Linked DNA regions of Mus musculus: all the other regions are linked to region 1. A link is a contact called in public Micro-C and promoter capture Hi-C data. All regions are on one chromosome and are shown on one strand. The core of a region is the stretch at or near the end of the contact, and the rest is flanking DNA. Distances in the headings are between cores, read along the strand shown. Region 1 holds the start of Ddx27 (DEAD box helicase 27). Region 2 has its middle 6.6 kb from the start of Snord12. Region 3 overlaps Stau1 (staufen double-stranded RNA binding protein 1).

Region 1 (3,241 bases), core at 320-2,819:
TTCAAAAGGAAACACAAAACTGATACAGAATTGGATACCAACAAGCTTCTTACGGAGTGAGGCACTGCTCTAGTTCTGCCTTACAGAGCAGGTAATACATGAGCTAAGTCTCTCCCGGCCACCACCCAGTACATGCCAGGAGAGACAAAGTCATCCTCCATCCTGGACACCAAGGTACTTGCTCCCAAACCTGGATCGATTTAAAATGCCTCATGCCAATGGCAGACATCAGAAAACTGTTGTCCTGTACAGTGGTAGCCCGGAGGGAAGCGGAGGCAGCAGGAGGGTTCCAGAATGAAACCCTCCTGTTGTGGAGAGAAAAAAAGCCAGAGCAGACTGAGACATCTAGACACATGGTTCACAACCTTCCCAACCCAGATGGTGGTGACCCCAAACCATAAAGTTATTTCCGTTGAGACTTCATAACCATAATTCATTACTGTTATAAATCATAATGTAAATATCTGAAATGAGATCCTAGGGTCCCCAGGGTCTGGAGCCACAGGTGGAGAACTACTGAGGGAAGCCTTCCAGGCAGAGAGCAGAAGTGTGAAGAGAAGCTGGGCACACCTTTAATCCCAGCACTCAGGAGGCAGAGGCAGGCAGATCTGAGTTCGAAGTCTACCGAGGTAGGTCCAGGACAGCCAGGGCTATAGAGAGAAAGCCTGGGGGAGTGGGCTGGGTAGAGATGTGAAAGGCTCTGAGCAGAAAAAGAACACAAGTTTCTAAGACATGAAATGGAATGGTATGTCGGTGTTGCCAGGACAAGGAAGGCTGCTGAGGGTCAAATGGCAGAAAAGACAACAGAGCCTGGCCTGACTCTGAAAGCCACAAAAACTTAGCTGCATGGCTGGAACCACTCAGACCACTGAGACCACTCAGCTACTTGGTAAGGAGACCACCAAGCTGGAAACTGAAGTATGTGAGGGGCACAGGTTTGCAGGTGTGCGGGTGGGACTTGCAAAGACCGGAGTGTGGATGGACAGAGGGATAGAAGCCTTGGACAGACGCCTAAACTGACCAGCAGAGCTCCAAACGACCTCCCAGCAACATCCTTAAAGACTGGAGCCTTAGACATCAGCTTTCTCGGAATCGGACTGCAGAGGGCCTGGGCCATCCTTAGTGTCGTGTGAGGCTGGCTGACGCCGGTGTGAGGCACTGAGAGTTTGGGTTTGGGTCTTTTTCTCTCGCCACTCACCCTGGAGCCACTTTCTCAGGGCTACATCCCCACCGCCTAGCATCACTAGAACCCCCTTGGGAGGCTTGATGGATAGGTGGGAGCATGTGTCCCCGACTGGGCAGGAAGCAAGACTGACTTCGCCTGCGAAGTTCGACTCCGCACAGCTTGGTGACACGGCCTGCATGGGGACACCTGAGCACGCTGAGGAGGGCCTGGGGCCCGCAGCTGGTTCCCGGCCGCTCCCGCCCACGGCCCCTTCTCCCGCCGGCTCCTACCTCCTCCTCCTCGTCTCCGGAGTCCGACTCGGGCTCAACCGGCACCTCGTCATTCTCGCCGATGGTCCGGATGAAGCCGAGCTCCGCCAGCATGCTGAAGAAGCAGCCACTTCCGGACGTAGCGAGTGCGGCGCGCCGACACGACCCGCCTTTTCCGCGACCCGCTCGGCGTCGCGCGCATGTGCTTCACGTCACTTCCGCTCGGGGGCGGCACTTTGAGACTTCGCGGGCCTGCGTGGTTTCCAATAATAAAATCAAATGGGTGGGGCGTTGTTTAGATTAGAAAACTACTTTGTTTTGGGAAAGAAATAGAAGTCTGAGAGTGTGTAAAGGTGAGGGAAAAATTAGAAGTATGTGTACATTTGGGAACTTAACAACAAAATGGTAGTCAGGGCTGCCATCTGGCTCAGCATGGCAAAGGCCACACTACTCCTGAGTGCGATCCCGGTACCTACAAGGGGAAAGAAGAGCTCGGAATCCAGAGTTGTCCTCTGATCTTCACACCCTTTTCAAGTGAACACGCCCCTCTGTATACACAATTATAATAATTAACAGGGGGCTGGATTCCTGGAGGGCTGGTTTAGTGGCTAAGAGCACTGGTTGCTCCTGCAGAAGACCCAGGTTTGATTCCTAGCACCCACAAGGTGGCTCACAGCTGTCTGTAACTCCGTATCTGACCTCTGCGGCCACTGGGAACATCTGGTGCACAGACATGTATGCAGGCATGATGCAGGCACATAAAAGTTTAAATAATAGATAATATTTTAAGGATGGTCGAATTGTAAGTTCTATTTTCTTTTCTTTTTTTTTTTTTAAAGATTTATTTATTATTATATGTAAGTACACTGTAGCTGTCTTCAGACCCACCAGAAGAGGGAGTCAGATCTTGTTACGGATGGTTGTGAGCCACCATGTGGTTGATGGGATTTGAACTCTGGACCTTTTGGTCTGTATCCCTTCTTTTCCACTGCCTCTGGTGAGTAGTAGACTACAAGAGAGGTTAAAGCATTTATGAACCATTATTAAAAGTACGGGTATGGGCTGGTGAGATGGCTCAGTGGGTAAGAGCACCCGACTGTTCTTCCGAAGGTCCAGAGTTCAAATCCCAGCAACCACATGGTGGCTCACAACCATCCGTAACAAAATCTGACTCCCTCTTCTGGAGTGTCTGAAGACAGCGACAGTGTACTTATATATAATAAATAAATAAATAAATAAAATCTTAAAAAAAAAAAAAAAAAAACATTAAAAGTACGGGTACTTGGGAGGCAGAGGCAGGCAGATTTCTGAGTTTGAGACCAGTCTGGTATACAAAGTGAGTTCTGGGACAGCCAGGGCTATATAGAGAAATCCTGTCTCAGAAAAAAAAAAAAAAAAAAAAAGCCAGGCATGGTGACACATGCCTTTAATCCCAGCACTTGGGAGGCAGAGGCAGGCAGATTTCTGAGTTCAAGCCAGCCTGGTCTACAAAGTGAGTTCCAGGACAGCCAGGGCTATACAGAGAAACCCTGTCTCAAAAAACCAAACCAGAGAAAAAAAAGAGAAAGAAAGAAAACAAAACAAAACAAAAAATACGGTCGAGAAAAAAAAATTAAAGCTACAACTGTGTCTGCATGCACACAGCTCTCCACCATGAAGACAATGAACAAAAGCGCTGAAATTGTAAGAACAGCCTAATTAAACGCTTTGTCATGGTGTCCCTTCACAGTAATAAAACAGTGACCAAGGACTCAGCGGTTAAGAGCACCAACTGCTCTTTCAAAAGTCCTAAGTTCAATTCCGAGCA
Region 2 (3,241 bases), core at 422-2,921, 57 kb before region 1:
GGGCTGGCCAGACTCTGATCTTGATAGTAGACCTCTGACTATAGGTGCCCCCCCCCACCAAACACTTGTTCCTTACTTAACCAATATCCTGTAAACATCACCCAAGTAGTCAAAGATAACATGGGCCTGTATCCCAGCACTGGGAAGACGGTGTCAGAGCATTGAGAATACAAGACCAGCCTGTCTGGGCATTGTGGCATATACCTTTAATCCCTGCACTTGGTAAGCAAATGTAGGAGAATATGAGTTTAAGGCTAGCCTGGTGAACATATCCAGTTCTAGGCCAACCCAGGCTACATAGTCAAATCCTGTTACAAAACGGGTGTGTGTGTGTGTGTGTTGGGGACTTGAGAGATTGCTCAGTGATTAAGAGCCTTGGCTGTTCTTGCAGGTGACCAAGGTTCAGTTCCTAGCACCTGCATGGCGGTTCACAACTGTCTATAACTCCGGGTCCAGGGGATCTGGCACCCTCTTCCAGTCTCCAAGGTCACCAGGCACAGACATGCAAATATGACACCCATACAAATGAAAATGAAAAAAAAAAACAACTTTAAATATGAGCACGGTGGCAACATTTATAATTTCAAGACTCAGGAGACAGAGACAGGAGAATCTGGTCAAGACTTCAAGGTCACACTCAGCTACATAACCAGTTGGAGACCAACCTGGTTTACATAAAACTTTATCTCAAATAATAATAACAGAGTGAATAGCCCTGGTCTCAAAATGTCTGAATGGGAAGACCTGTAACATGCCTACTAGGCGCCAGCACACACTATGAATGGCTCGGGCAGTGCCCTCTTTTATTTGTCCCAAACTCAAGTGCATATGCTTAACACAGCAAGCACTTGACCAACACAGTCATTCCCCAGCCTCTGTGTTTTAGCTTCTGTGTTCAACCCCCAGACAGAACCCAATTCCATAAAATTTGCTGAACAAATCATCTCTTCGGATGGGGTGGGGAAAGCCCGCAAGGCAGGTGTTACCACAGTCTACAGGAAACCAAAGAGCCAATAAAGGTGGGGCCAGCTGGAAAAGGGCGGCTGAAGACTTGTGCTCAACAATACGTTTTGCAAAGGATACTAATTTACAAAATAAAAGAAGTACCAAGAGAACCATTTAGGGAGAATCTCCCAGGTGCAGCCTGGCGTGCTGGAGGATCCTAACGCCAATGCCAGAATTGCCTTGCTAGTGGGCTTAAAGTATCTCTGCTAGGGTGAGACCATGTCTCATTCAGAGCCTTACAGGAAGCTCAATCCAAGGTATCCAAAATAAGAGAATAAGACGATGACCAGTGCCCCCTGCTGGAAAGTGCCTCATGCTTGCGGAGACCCTGATGACTACGAGGGGCTACTGCCCCCTGGTGGCCTTCCTGCTGGGCAGCCTGAAGGCGTAGATAGGCTTTTTCAGGGATGGCTCAAAACTGCCTGGCCCCTCCTACCCTGCCCCTCTGTGCCCACCAGCACTCCGTGGCCCTGGAAGAGTTATCTTCCGAGGGCTCTGCCTATTAGAGTTGACTGGGAAGTGACTCCTGGTGCTTGCCTGAAGACCCAAAGGCCGACCCCAAAAAGTGCCTGGTCCAGGAATCACGCCTACCTCCAGACCAGACCAATCAGAGCTTCCTATCTTCCGGGCCTTGGTGATTGGCTCAGGAATGAACCTGCACTCCAAGCAGAGCCAATTAGGGTCTCTCTGGAAATGATTCTCGGGGACTAGAGAAAGGGGTTGGTAGGGTGTGTATATCCCTAAGGCGTCCCCGTTTTTGGCCATTCTGGCTTCTGCAGGGACAGCTACTTAAGATAAGGCCAGAAAAGAAACACAGAGAGAAGGGTGCGCATCTCCCAGCGGCCTGGTAGGGGTCTTATTTCCAACCGTCCATTACGACAGTTTATTAGTTACACGTATCTTTGCCGCGACGAAATACTTGAGAAAAATATTGAAGGGTTATTGTGGTTTATAGCGCAGGGTGCAGCCTGCCATGGCCAGAGAAGTAACGAGCGGGATGAAGATGGTCACACCGCATATGTAGTCAGGAAGCATAGAGCAATGAAAGGAATGCGCTCAACGCCCTTTGTCCTTTTTACTGGAGGAAGCGGGGCAGACCATGGGATGGGTCTTCCTACCTTCTCAATTTAGATAAACCCTCACAGGCAGGCTCTGAGACTTGTCTCCTGGGAGAATCTAGATCCTGTCAAACTGACAATATTAACCATCCGAACCAATAACACCCTTCAATGGTGTAACCACTTGCAAGGTGCCCCTGTTCCTTTCTGTAAACAGACTAATGAAATTCATTGGGTCACACCTAAAAGGCAAAAAAAGTAGAAGATGGCCTTATTTAGACGAGGAATGGGCATTGATGGGAGAGGGAGAAGAGCGGGTGACAGGCAGGAGGAGTGTCTGTCGTCTAAATACATTATATGGGGAGGGTTAGCTTGTCTGCAATAACCACATGGGGAGGGTTAGCTTGTCCGCAATAACCATTTTTCCCCATTATTAACTTGCATTATTTATTCATTTATTGGAGGTGATGTCACTGTACCCATGTGGGGATTGATGTTTTCTTCACCACCTGGGTCCTGAAGATTGAGCTCAGATCGTCGGGCTTGGCTGAACACAGCCCTTAACCACTGAACCATCCTACCAACCTACGAGTACATTTTACTCATGTTTGTACAGCTTCTGACCCCCAGCTTCAGTCCAACACTTAGAAGACTTGTCACCTATCAGCAACCTGACCAGGTCATTCCAACAAACAGAATCCCTTCCTAGATGATGGGGTTCCTGGAGCCAGGGGTCCCAAGGTGTGGCTTTTCATCTAGAGATAATGGCAAGTGTGCTTGCTCTCAAGGGCTTCCCGACACCTTGTGTCTGCGCTCCAGGCTAGCCTGGATGCTTGCCAAGAAGGGAATAGAGCTGTTGATCTCTGCCGGGGCAGGGCTCTCTCTCTCCTGTCAGTTTCCATCTGGGTAATTAACCTGCTGGCAGCCAAGGGTTTGCCTCTATCATGTCTGTGGGCAGAGGAGTAGACATCTCTGGATGCATGCCTGGCTGCTCAGAGAGATGGCTCCTTGGTGACTTCGGGACAAGCTAACTGAGGTCCTGCTCTGACCGGGAGGGGGCCAAGGCTCAGGGAAACAGTTCTCTCGGTGTCAAGGAGCTGGGAACAGATGGAGCTCCTGTTGGTGTGCTGGCCACCTGTACTCTTGTTCTTCCCAACCTCGTCCCAAATCTTAGTGCT
Region 3 (3,241 bases), core at 428-2,927, 41 kb after region 1:
CTTCCTCTGCTTTTTGATAGATGGCCGTGAATTTGTATAGAATTGTTCTACTGTGAGTCTCGCCTGTATGTATGTTTGTGTGCCATGTGTGTGCAGTGCCCTTGGAAGTCAGAATTAGACACTAGATCCCATGGAACTGGAGTTACACATGGCTGTGAGCTCCATGTGGGTGCTGGGCAACAAACCCATTCGTATGGAAGAGAAGCAAGTGCTGTTAGTCACTGAGCCAACTCTCCAGACCCCCACCTTTTGATTTTTGTTGCCGTTGCTGCTGTTTTGGGTATAGGGTTTCTGTAGCTTTGGTTGTCTGGTCCTAGGCCAGTTGTGTGGACCAGCTGGCCTGAATCTCACAGAGATTATCCGCCTCTGAGCCACCACATCTGATTTTTATTTTTAAATTGTTTTATGTGATGAGTGTATCTTGCTTATATACACCCCATGCATGCCTGGTGTCTGTGGAGGCCAGAAGAGGGTGCTGGATCTCCTGGACCTGTGGTTGCAGTGGTTTTGAGCTGCCATGTGGGCACTGGGAATAGAATCCAGGTCCTCAGCACAAACCAGGAGTCTGGTGACTGCTGAGCCCCTCCAGTCCACCCTGCCCCCCACTTTTGACTTAAAAAAGAAATTTGGCTTTGTAGTTTCTTCTAAGTTAAAAAATAAGAAGCTGGCAGTGGTGACATATACTTTTAATCCCAGCACTTGGGAAGCAGAGGCGGGCGGATTCCTGAGTCGAGTGAGGCCAGCCTGGTCTACAGAGTGAGTTCCAGGACAGCCAGGGCTACACAGAGAAACTCTATCCTAAGAAAGCACAAAAACCAAACAAAGCTAAGCAGGAATCTTGTGTGAGAGCCGTGTTGTCGTTCCCAGCAGCTTGCCTCTCTGCAGCGTGCTGGGCTCCTGTGCCCACCACTGGCACTGACATGGTCCCAGGGCAGGACAGGGTCTATTCAAGTCACTCGAGAATGTGGTTGATGCAGTGGTTTTCTGGCTTAGAGTCTGTAATTAGATGAAGCTCCTAATAAACCTTACTCAAACAGATCCCTGCTTTGTTCTAATTAGGAGAAAGAACCAGCAACAGTGAGAAATCCCTCCTGTCAGTCAAGTGAGGGGAAAGTTTGTCTCCTCAGTCTGCTGCCTTTAACAGCAGCAGTTCCTGGTGTCACTCTCCAGGTTGCTTTCAGCTTCTCACAGACTCGAGGCCAGAGGCCATTACCATGTCCTATAAATGTTAATAAGCATGACATATTGCCAGTTCTCTGTGCAAAATGAACACATATCGCATGGATATTGTAAGTCATTAAGTCACTGAAGGATCTGCAGGCCAGGACATGGCAAACCTACGAAGGAGCCCTAAGCCTTGTAACTGACAGTGTAATACATGTTGCACATGTGGCTTTGTTACCTGAGAGAGTGCCAGAATTGACTGCACTCAGCAGTCACTTTACCCCCTCTACAGTTTAGCTTTTTTCCTTTCTCTCACTACTTTTAGGTAGATCTTTAGATTTTGTAGCACTGACTTAGCTACACTGAAAGCTGTTTATCTGTAAGTTGTTCATTTTTGTTGAGTAGCCGTGTCCCACATTGAAGTGTGAGTTCCGGTTGCGTCTGCTGCTCTCTCTGGAGCCAGATACTGAACAAGAACTGGTTTCTGCTCTCAGTTCTTCTTCTCTCCATATCTGCAGTCAGACCTGCTCAAGGCCCTACATTACCTCCTCCAGTGCAGCTGCAGGGAAGGGTGAGCTCTAGTGCTCCTCGTTAGGCTCTGCTCCTCAACTGGCTGTCCCACCTGACAAGCATTCCAGAGGTGGTGGTGGGACCATTTACCTTTAGGAAGCAAATTGCCATATATACCTGTATATCCCAGAGAGGGAGGTCTGTTTGGATGTGGGGTAGACAGGCCTCAGTTGCAAGACCATTTAGAAGTCATGAGAAAGAGAAGTGGTTGCTGCTGTGATCTAACCCTTTCTGTTTCAGAGAGAAATGAACAGGAAATACCATTTGGGGTGGTCATTGTATCAAAGTTCTGCCTTTTAACAATGTTTTATACCAAGCAAGGGGTGGGTGGCCAGATTTACTACAAGACCAGTCATTAACAAATTCATTAATCTTTATTGAAGTTTTAAAATTTTTGTTTGTTTGTTTCTTGAGACAGGGTTTTTTTGTGTAGCTCAGGCTGTCCTGGAACTTGCTCTGTAGATCAGGTTGGACTCAAACTCAGAGATCTGTCTACTCTGTCTCCTGAATGGTGGGATTAAAGTTGTACACCACCACTGCACAGCCTTTTTTTTTTTTTTTTTGGTTTTTTTTTTGGTTTTTTGAGACAGGGTTTCGCTGTATAGCCCTGGTTGTCCTGGAACTCACTTTGTAGACCAGGCTGGCCTCGAACTCAGAAATCCGCTTGCCTCTGCCTCCCTAGTGCTGGGATTAAAGGCGTGTGCCTCTTCTTTCCTTTTCCTCCCCCTTCCCCTCCCCTCCCCTCCCCTCCCCTCCCCTCCCCTCCCCTCCCCTCTCCTTTCCTTTCCATATCCTCTCTGGTGGTGTTCTTAGTTTGCAGCACTGGGGATGGAAACCAGGACTTAATGTACCCTAGGTAAGGGTTGTCTCAGTAAACATCATTCCTAGTCCTTGTTCTTGCTCTTTGTAAGACATAATTAATCACTTCCTGGGTTACCGAATTTGGTTTTTTTGTTTTTTGTTTTCTTTTTTCAGTCCTTTCCACTTCAGTTTCCTTTCCAAGGAGAAAAATCCAAACTTACTTTGTGAATGAGTCAGCTGTCAGCAGGGTTTAGTTTGAGTTAAGTTTCTGTCTGAGCAAGGCCTGTCTCTCTGGGCTGAATCTGTCCATCCTCCCCTGTCCCCTGAGGGCTTGTGCAGACACAGGTTTTCTGGTGTTTGTACTGCTGAAAGGGGAGCTGTGGCTCAAGATAGAGATTTTCAAACTGCTAAGAATAGAGGTTCAATATACAAGTTCTAGAGAATTGCCTTTATGGTGTTTTGTTTTGTTTTTGTTTTATTTGTTTTTTGTTTTGTTTTGTTTTTTTGTTTTGTTTCGAGACAGGGTTTCTCTGTGTAGCTCTGGCTGTCCTGGAACTCACTCTGTAGACCAGGCTGGCCTCGAAATCAGAAATCCGCCTGCCTCTGCCTCCCGAGTGCTGGGATTAAAGGTGTACGCCACCAACGCCCGGCTTTGTTTTTGTTTTAAAGACAAGGTTTCCTTGTATAGTCCTGGCTGTCCTGTTCT

What was found. Promoter capture Hi-C pulls out the DNA fragments that hold promoters and counts their contacts. A called contact is a pair of places that touch in the nucleus more often than the background predicts.
Region 2: a contact with region 1 is called in a Micro-C map of embryonic stem cells, with 5 times the contacts expected there. The contact joins the enhancer-like site here to the promoter of Ddx27 in region 1. A contact is called at or near these places in 1 of 39 promoter capture datasets (macrophages), 1 of 15 datasets of contacts at CTCF or cohesin (the G1E-ER4 cell line), 31 of 484 Hi-C or Micro-C datasets (B cells, the C2C12 cell line, CD4 T cells and 18 more), 11 of 115 datasets of contacts at active chromatin or transcription factors (the HPC-7 cell line, the SCID.adh cell line, embryonic stem cells and 3 more) and 3 of 9 other capture datasets (adipose tissue, liver and pancreatic islet).
Region 3: a promoter capture Hi-C map of macrophages shows a contact between it and region 1, with 9 read pairs. The contact joins the enhancer-like site here to the promoter of Ddx27 in region 1. A contact is called at or near these places in 2 of 39 promoter capture datasets (embryonic stem cells and macrophages), 3 of 15 datasets of contacts at CTCF or cohesin (CD8 T cells and the NIH/3T3 cell line), 28 of 484 Hi-C or Micro-C datasets (CD4 T cells, LSK cells, the Patski cell line and 19 more), 15 of 115 datasets of contacts at active chromatin or transcription factors (CD8 T cells, the HPC-7 cell line, the SCID.adh cell line and 10 more) and 3 of 9 other capture datasets (adipose tissue, liver and pancreatic islet).

The regions. Positions count from the first base shown.
Region 1 is chr2:167,013,641-167,016,881 of GRCm38.p6, reverse strand. Ddx27 (DEAD box helicase 27) reads right to left here and starts at 1,569. Exons shown (of 21, transcript NM_153065.3): 1 at 1,456-1,569. The coding sequence starts at 1,548.
Region 2 is chr2:167,070,296-167,073,536 of GRCm38.p6, reverse strand. No RefSeq gene overlaps it. Among named protein-coding and RNA genes, the nearest start is that of Snord12, 6.6 kb to the right of the region's middle. Within about 2 kb of position 1,671, at least 290 of the 459 cell types and tissues checked have an H3K27ac peak or open chromatin away from gene starts, as enhancers often do. A contact at or near this core is called in B cells, the C2C12 cell line, CD8 T cells and 13 more, where this site is marked.
Region 3 is chr2:166,972,892-166,976,132 of GRCm38.p6, reverse strand. The region is part of intron 1 of Stau1 (staufen double-stranded RNA binding protein 1); the gene reads left to right. Among named protein-coding and RNA genes, the nearest start is that of Stau1, 22 kb to the left of the region's middle. Within about 2 kb of position 1,677, at least 84 of the 459 cell types and tissues checked have an H3K27ac peak or open chromatin away from gene starts, as enhancers often do. A contact at or near this core is called in CD8 T cells, the HPC-7 cell line, the NIH/3T3 cell line and 11 more, where this site is marked.